Regions from separate parts of the Mus musculus genome. Here region 1 is linked to region 2. A link is a contact called in public promoter capture Hi-C data. All regions are on one chromosome and are shown on one strand. Each heading gives the region's core, a stretch centred on a gene start, on an enhancer-like site or on the middle of the called end of the contact. The rest is flanking DNA. Distances are from core to core; before and after follow the strand shown. Region 1 holds the start of Mgst1 (microsomal glutathione S-transferase 1). Region 2 overlaps Slc15a5 (solute carrier family 15, member 5).

What was found. Promoter capture Hi-C pulls out the DNA fragments that hold promoters and counts their contacts.
Region 1: a contact with region 2 is called in a promoter capture Hi-C map of second pharyngeal arch cranial neural crest, with 2.1 times the contacts expected there. The contact joins the promoter of Mgst1 here to the enhancer-like site in region 2. A contact is called at or near these places in 12 of 39 promoter capture datasets (3T3-L1-derived adipocytes, the HPC-7 cell line, HPC-7-derived erythroid cells and 8 more), 1 of 15 datasets of contacts at CTCF or cohesin (large pre-B cells), 58 of 484 Hi-C or Micro-C datasets (3T3-L1-derived adipocytes, the AML12 cell line, the HPC-7 cell line and 32 more), 12 of 115 datasets of contacts at active chromatin or transcription factors (astrocytes, bone marrow-derived dendritic cells, bone marrow-derived macrophages and 8 more) and 3 of 9 other capture datasets (adipose tissue, embryonic stem cells and pancreatic islet).

What each region holds. Positions count from the first base shown.
Region 1 is chr6:138,137,997-138,142,290 of GRCm38.p6, reverse strand. Mgst1 (microsomal glutathione S-transferase 1) reads right to left here and starts at 1,764. Exons shown (of 4, transcript NM_019946.5): 1 at 1,685-1,764.
Region 2 is chr6:137,980,795-137,985,185 of GRCm38.p6, reverse strand. It overlaps Slc15a5 (solute carrier family 15, member 5), which reads left to right. Exons shown (of 9, transcript NM_177787.4): 9 at 689-1,596. The coding sequence ends at 836. Among named protein-coding and RNA genes, the nearest start is that of Slc15a5, 97 kb to the left of the region's middle. Within about 2 kb of position 2,800, at least 9 of the 459 cell types and tissues checked have an H3K27ac peak or open chromatin away from gene starts, as enhancers often do. A contact at or near this core is called in second pharyngeal arch cranial neural crest, where this site is marked.

The DNA.
Region 1 (4,294 bases), core at 515-3,014, 160 kb before region 2:
AAGGTAGAAACTCCGATGCTGAACTCAGAAACTCCAGAGTTGCTCAATGTCTAGACTCCCTACTCCAAGCCCAGGAGCTAGAACATCAACCCTGCCAAGGCTGATGAGCCTCTTACCCTCAACCCTAAGGGGACCAGAACTTGAGGCCTGTAGAAGATGCAGCAGTAGAGGGTACTACCTACAGTTTGCTATGACCTCATCGCAGCCGGAAGCTGCGGATAACAAAAGTGGCCAAGTGTCAAGTCTCAGGTTCTGATGGCTAAACCTTTCTCTCAAGATCCTAAAACAGTGGGGTTCTGTTTTCCAAAGTGTTTGTAGCTCAGTGCCTGGCCTGCTAGTCCACCCTCTAAGCCCTAGGCCCTCCCTCTCCCGGGACAATCACCATCACACAAGGGTCTCTTCACCTACCCAGGATGCCTGTCAGGAGAGAGCAAAGGGATGCCCACCAGTTGACTGAAAACAGCTTGGGATGAAAGACTCCGACACAGAAACCATTTTCTTCTACTTTGAAGGAAAGAAGCTTGAGTAGGGTATAAATAAGGCCAGGTGGTACAATGGAGACTGGAGACCCCACCTGCCTGTCTCTGGAGCCCTGTCATCGCCGACCTGTATAGTTCCTGGACTCACAATTCCATTCTAGGAATTGTGGGGTGCTGTTTTCTCATTTCCTGGAAGCTTCTCCTGTAACTCCTGTTGTCATATTTTGCCCCAGTGCTATCTGCAGTTGAGAAATACTCCTCTTTCTCCTCATGGGCCCTCAGCCAAGAAAAAGCAAAGTTCTTTTCTTCTCAAAACTGTTTGCCCTATCTGCATCAGTATTGTGAAACTTGGAAAATCTGGGCACACAGCCACAAGGCCATGACTCTTCAATTTTCAATGGATCGAAAGCAGCAAACACATTTGTTGTGAGGACAGAAAAGAGGGCTGCAACAGAGGAAGAACAGAAATACACACATGATCAGAGTCCCAGGCACCTTCCCTACAGCCTCAGTGGGGCCAGACTACAGTGGCCACAGGGGAGGGCGGCTCTGGGGAGTAGCTGCCCAAGGGCTGCGCCCTCAGGTCTTTGGTCATCAGGCTACAGTCACAACAGAGCACGCTCTGCTGCTCTGCTAAGTCTGTAAGTCATATGATATCAAAAGTACCAGTGTAAAGACTTGTAGAGATTTCTCTTGCCTACCACAGGAGAATCTAGAAAAGCAAACAACTTTTCAACAAGTTGAAAGGCCTGCATGTCCAAGTCACCCGGGACACTGTAGGGTTTTACTCCCTGGGAAAGGACAGAAGTTGCTGAAACCGCAGTGACTTCTCATCTTGTTACAACTTGCATGTATTTTTTTTCCCCTCCCCTCAAGATCAAGAGACCCTTTCAAAGGGAATGCTACTTGGGCTTGAAAATAAGAAATAAGAAAACCATCTCTTAAACATGAAAAGACTCGTGCTCCCAAGTTTCTTCTTGGAGTTTGAGAAAGGAAAACTTAATGCAGGAACAGAAAAGCACAATTCTCATTTAGAGCGGGCCACAAAAATGGGGGCGGGGGGTGGTCATTTAAACAACTAAAGGGAACAAAGGCTTTTCAAACAGGCACAGCCACTCTCTAGCCTTACACCTGCCACCCACCGGCCCCTTGCACCCACCCACTCCTAGCCTGGGAGCAGCACCGTGGCCGTGCGCAGCACCCACCTGAATCCAGGGAGAAGGGCTGCAAGTTGTCCTGCCGAGCCTGTGCACTTCTGGGACTTTTCACCAACAGGACCCGCGCTGGCACCGCCCTTTTTCAGGCTATTTTTCTATTAATCACCCCGCCTCCTGACCGTGCCAAGCCCCGCCTTCGGAGCTTGCCAAATCCCACCCCTGAATCGCCCCGAAACTGCTGTGGCTGGTGAGGGTCTTTCTCTGCTAAGGATCTTGGCAGTTCTGTTCCGGCTCCGGAAGAAGGGAAGCAAGGAAGGGGTTGCTAACTTTTATGTCGCTGGAAACAAAAAGACCTTAGTGTTGAATTTGGAAAACCTAAAAAGAAAATGTTTTAAGGAAATGTAAATCTCGGGGGAGGGGCTCTATTGCTGTGAATACCTTCAGGGTGCAAAGTGAAACCTGCGAAATTATGAGTCTGTTAGGCAACTAACTTGTTTCACAGTGACTTAGGAAAGTGTTGCAAGGGGGCAGGGTCGTTAGGGCAACATCAAAGCTATTGCACATCACAGAGCCCCACAGTAATGGCCAAGCTCCAGCTCTGAGAGCTCTAAGGTTGATAAGTTCCCATCTGCAACATTTCACTCGGGAACTTTACCAGTTTACACCTGTGCCCCACATTGCTCTGAGAATCAATCAGTCTTTCTCTTTTCTTTTCTTTTCTTTCCTTTTCTTTTCTTTTCTTTTCTTTTCTTTTCTTTTCCTTTCTTTTCTTTTCTTCCCTCCCTCCCTCCCTCCCTCCCTTCTGTCCTCCTCCCTCCTGTCCTCCTTCCCTCTCTCTCTCTCTTTCTTTCTTCCTTTCTTTCTATTCCTTCCTTTCTTTTACACGATTATTCTCTTTTTTATTTCTTCATTTTCCTCCTCTTCGTCTTCTTCCTCCTCCTTCTTCAGTATGAACCACTTAATTTTCTGAGTTTTAGCTGGGTGCCTCTTTGGTTTGGTTTTATTTGTCGTTTTAGAGAGGATTTTGTTACTTAGCCCTGTCTGGAACGCGTGGTACACACTAGTCTGTACACAAACTTATGACCATTCCTGCCTCAGCCCCCAAGGGCTAAGATTTTTCTCACCAGGACCCACTCTGATTCTGACTTTCAAGATTCAGTAGACAGTTCTATTTTATATCCCTTCCAAAAACTAAAAGGAATTAAGAAGCAATGTGCTGACCCAAGCTGAAGTCAGTCAGTCCTGAAGATGGTTTCTTTAAAGGCATGATTGGTAGAACATCTGAAAAGAGTGTTTGGTCGACCTTTTCATTTCAGTTGAAAACATTGTTCAGTTCCTCTCTGGGGCCACACCAGAACACTGAGTGCAGTGGAGCAGAGCTTTCTGAATTTCCTTGAGAGCGGTTAGTACTGCAAGGACTTAAAGAGCTCTTCATTTACACCAAGGAAGACAGCACAAATCCTGAAGGCAAGATTACACAGAAAGGTGCACAAAAATTCTTAACTCTTATCTTCGGAAAGCCAGTGGGAAAACAAGGGCACACTTTTACAAAGAGCATCTCAGTCATCTAATGATCTCATTGAACTTTGTCCAAACTATCGGCTAGTTAATCAATACATAAAGGGTTTCTGCTGTAACGCCCTACTAATTATTGACCATCTGGTAAATGTGATTTTACGTGTGCATATAGCAGAAAGATCTGTTGCTGTCTTTAGTATAATATGAGCATTTGCTTGTAATAGATTTAATTCAGCAAACACTTTAGTGAATGCAAGATACTTGGTTTGATGATGAAGTTTAAAGCTAAAGGGGGGCTATACCCCAGCGTTGTGGGTGCAAGCACAGCTTTTCCCTTCCTCTTGCATCCTCGGTGTGCTTTAGATGACTGAAAAGGATAAGTATTATTGTTTAGCTTGTCTTAGTTTGAGTAAAAAGGATTCCAATTTTTAACCTTTCTCCTTATCACCCTTTTAACCCTAAGGGGGGAAAAAATCTCTCAGAGAAACTCCCTCCAAACTTTAAGACAAATAGTCCTCTGGTAACTAGAAAAACAGTGTGTGTGTGTGTGTGTGTGTGTGTGTGTGTGTGTGTGTGTGCCTGTGTGTGTCTGTGTGTGCCTGTGTGTGTCTGTGTGTGTCTGTGTCTGTGTGTGTACATGTGTGTGTGCATGTGTGTGTTTTTGTGGCAGATAAAGCATGCAGAGGGATGGTCATTCTCTAGCATGTACACCTGCTTTACCTTCTACCTTTCCTGCTTGTTATGGCCACTTGCTTGAGAGAAACACTTTTCTCAGTGAAACTTTACATGCATTAAACAGGGGGACAGTACAATTCAGTCACAATTAAACACAACGTGGCAGAGGATATTGAATATCTTACTGAATCCCATGCCGCTGGGAAAACTGTCTCTATGTTTCTCAGAAATATAAACAAATTTATATCCCAGAAAGACTGTTCCTAGATATTAACCCAAGAAGTAAGAATGGCCACAAAGAAAGATATCCAAGAACAATCCATGAGCAGGGGAATGAAAAAAGCTAATTGTGGTATATTCATACTACATTCTACTGACTATATCATAAGAAAAAGCAATAAGCTACTGATCACATGATGGCATGATTCAAACTCATTATTATGCTAAACAAAAGAAGACCAAACA
Region 2 (4,391 bases), core at 1,551-4,050:
GGTAGCATGGTCTGAGAAGACATTGGAGTAGACATTTTTTAATGGGTAAACATTTTTAAAATGTGGCCAAGTATTCTCTCTTTAACAATGATCTTAGCACCAACATCATGGGATGTCTGATACAGTATAGTACAGTACTATTGATAACACATCTGATAAGCTTTTATCAGATAAATCACGGTCCAAGCAGCCATGGGATCCACAGCCAATACAATTTCCGGGTTTCTTTCGCTGACAGTACAGAACAGACTCACCGGTGTTCATAGGAGAGCACCATCCTGCTGGCCGTGATGGTGTGTACTTATCCTACAAGCCCATCAATTAAGAGGCTAGAACCAGAGAATCCCCCCCAGTTCAAACAAGCCTAGACTACATATCGAGTCCTGAGAGAGCTTGGGCCACACGGCACGACCTCGTCTTAATAAGAGAGCACCATCTAAAGGGCCTTAGGGGAGCCTTACTCTGCCCTAGGTAGCACTCTCCTGTCCTTGTACAAAGACTGCCCGGGTGAGCCTCTTAAATAATCATCTCTCCGGTGCCAGTATCTACGATCCCATCATAAAAGGTAGGCAAGCAAGGGAGGGAAGCCCGTGATTTATCAAGTCATCTACATCTGCTCCTAAGGAAAGCTTTCTTTCTCTCTCTCTCTCTCTCTCTCTCTCTCTCTCTCTCTCTCTCTCTCTCTCAGATATTGTAATCTAAATCATTTTAATGCCCAGCGCATCCGTGGAAATCGTTGTGAAGAAACTCTTCTCCTCACTGAGAAGTCTCTGAAGTTTTATGGCAGTACACAGGGAGCATCTTCAAGTATTGATCTTTGGGAGACAGCCCTCTGAAACTGGATTTGATTCTCTTGTGAGACCCGTTATCCACTATTTTCTTCTTCAATCGAATACTTCATACGTTTCACTGGGAAAGTCAACATAAAGAAGAGTGTACTTTATTTACAATGAATAATTATGATCCTTCCAATAAACTATGATGACTTTTAATGATATATTATGCTCTTGAACTAATAAAGCGATTTTAAAGTCTTGGTGATTACTCTGTGACCGGAAACAATCATTTTCCATGTTAGCGTGTCAATCATATTGTATAATCATTACAGTGGTTCAGCAGTTGAAGGTGATATGAAAGATTTATTTATAATTTTAATGTCATTAGAAGCTAAGAAACAATATGCTTCTACTTCTTCTTTCTGTATATTCACTAAGGCTTTATTGCATTCTAGGTATTATAAACCATAAGTAATATGATGTTTAGATAATAAATGTGTATAGAATTCTGCTATATTTGACCTTGGCATTCTACTAAAATATATCTTGATTAAGAAACTTTCTTCAGAATTTAAAAGCAATGTTACTAAAATAGAGGTCGTTTGGTTTGGTTTTATTTGGTCTTATCAGGTTTGGGACAAGATCTCATAGAGCCCAGGCTGCCCTCAAACTTAACTATGTAGCAGAGGATGATCAAAGAAGTGGAAATACAGACAGATGCCTCTCTAGGCCATACAATTATTATTATTATTATTATTGTTGTTGTTGTTATTATTATTATTATTATTGAATAAAGTTAATGTCCTGTCATCTCTTTATCACAATTTGCCTCAGTATGTGACAAAGTTTGGTTTTCAGCCTCCTATTTTAGGCGACTCTGTCTTCTCCCCAAACTGCATGTCTTGTTGACGCTACCCTAAGTTCTTCCATACTGCCGCCCAGACTTTAAAGGTTCTCCCAGCACCCTTCCTTGACTTCCTCTCCAGAACCAGGCTAGATTGGGCAAGAGCATTTTTTTTAACTGTTCATTCCAAGAGACTGTGATTGAATGCCTCTCTTGCTGATCTGTCCAATGTTTAGAGCCATGGAGTAAGAAATGTAGCCAATTGTAACTTGATTAGGTTACAATGTGCATTTTTAAATGCTCTAAGCGCAGTCAAACCCCAGGCGTTTTTCTTATTCCAGCTACTTGCTATGTGTTCCTTTGTTTGGAGGACAAGTTTATAAAGTCAGCTCTATAGGCAGAAATTCTTCCCCACAACTTATTCGTTGTTTTGCACAATTCCCTGGCAAAACAGTGGGGCTGAGCCTGCTGCTCTTACAACTTTCCTCGCTGTGAAAGGTTAAATGCCAAGCTTGCAGTTTTGGGCTTAATGAACACCCCAAAGGAGCCTCATTAATGCAGTATCTAGCGCATTGGTCTCATAATGAACATCCCGAAGATCAAGAAAGTTCCAAACGCCTCATCTTGGTGTAAATGAAAAGCCACAGCGTGCTCTGGCTGTTAGAAAAGGACCGGGACGACTTTGGCCCTTCCCCAAATGTCCCTTCATCTCCTTAATTTCTACATTGTAATGGGGAGGGAAAAAAAAGGTGTTCATTACACTCTCGCTCTTCCTTTGCGATGAAAGAACATCAGAAATTATAAAATTGACCCAAAGCAAGCAGCAGAAGAGCTGAGAACTCGCAGGTTGGCGTTGACACTTGTGATTAGCTAAATTGCAGTAACTACAGACGCTTCGGTTGGGAACAGGGTGCATTCACACGGCAGTTTCTTCTCTAGTGCCTGGCGACATTATCTCTGAGCACCTGGAGTAGTTTAGGCATTAAGTGTAATTGGTTTTGCTTTACATAAATCTGGAGCTTTGTAAATAAGCGGAGCGTTTCAGCTTCTATATAACACCAATTAACTTAAAGGGATGCCTTGTTTGCAGAAACCCGCTGCGTTCCGTACTGTATTTCTCTCATAATGTGCTCACTGGCAGCGAAGTCCTGTGTCCCTGCAGCATATCATAGGTTCCAGCCGCTTCCTCCGAGGGCCTCTCCCAGCCGCTCACTCTCTCCAGCTCACAAAGCGGCTGAAAGGCGGCGGACAGAAGCCAGTCTTCCCTAAAAAGCCCCCTTACGCTGGATTTCTGTTCAAGACTGAAACTTGAATGGAGGGCTTGGAAAATGTTTTCTGTGACCCATGAGCCCACAGGTCTGACCCCAGCTGGTTCTGTCAGCTAATGACAGAGACATCTTTCTCTTTTTCCCTGACAAGAATTCGGTGAAGCCCTAATTCAGACATTGTGCCTATACACAAACAATCTTTACATGTGTTTTCATTATACAAGTTTAACAATAAAGTTTTCCCAACATATTGCCTTGTTTCTTAACAGGAAAACAACAACCACAGTGTCTGAAGAAAAAAAAATAATAACTAGGATCTGGAAGAGGGTAGATTTTTCTCCCAGGCTCTTTGGCCATTTCCCCTTATTATATCTCTCTACTTGGCTGACTTCCTTGTCTGTAGTATCCCCACTTTGATACTCTGAATTCTGGCATTCATCCCATCATTACCAACCTGGAATTCCCAGCACTTTGTGGAACTCTGGAGAATGATCAATAGGTAAGAGCACATACTGTGAGAATATGAGTATGACTCCCAGAACCCAAAAGAAAAACGTTTGGCCTGACCACACATGCTCAGCGTTGATGGGCGGAGACAAGCAGATCAGGGTGTTCCCTGCTTGTCCCGCCAGCATAGCTGACTAGGTAGGTAAGCTTCAGCTTCAGTGAGAGACTCTGTCTCAAGGGAATACATGGGAGAATGATAAGACAAGACTTCCAGCATCCTCCTCCTCTTGCTCTGTGTGCATGGGCATGCGCAGACACAAACACAAGCGTATACCACCCGCATTAACTTTTAAAGTATTTTTATTATTTAACAGAGTACACAAGTGTACATGCACACCACACAGACACACACACACAAACAAATATCACATATGCATACATACATACATACACACATACATATAAATGAATAAATAAAAACAAATTTTGAGCAGAGTTTCAGAAACAGTCATTTCCGCAGACAACTATACTGTTGTTCTTAAGGGTGGCAGGGGCTGCCTTCACAAACAACACTTGATATCACCAACATTAGCTCAGCCCACGTGGGTGAAGCACTCTCCACTGTCAAATTCGAACAAGAAGGAGAAGAATAATCACATCAGGGGCAGAGATTGTGACAAAACATTTTCCTCTGTCAGAACGTACTATGGATCCTTACACTGCCCTCGTGTGGACCCTATAGTCAGGTGCACCCCACTGAAAGATTCTTGGGACCACAGTGGGAGCAGGGACCTCACTCAGAAGTGTCCTTTCAGCTCTGTCATTAAAACCATCTGGATGTTAGTACTACGCTGGTTCTGAACAGCCTTAAAGAAAGGCACTTTGAATGATGGGTAATTGTGAAGATTCTGGTGAGACTTGCACAGTGCTGTCCCATTTCTTAGTATGTTTGCTTACTTAGCAATCAGAGTGACCCTAGGCTTTTAGATAGTCTCAGGGAAGTCTTCCAACAAGAGACTGTGAGCTGTCTCACCTGGGTGCAAGGAACTAACCGGC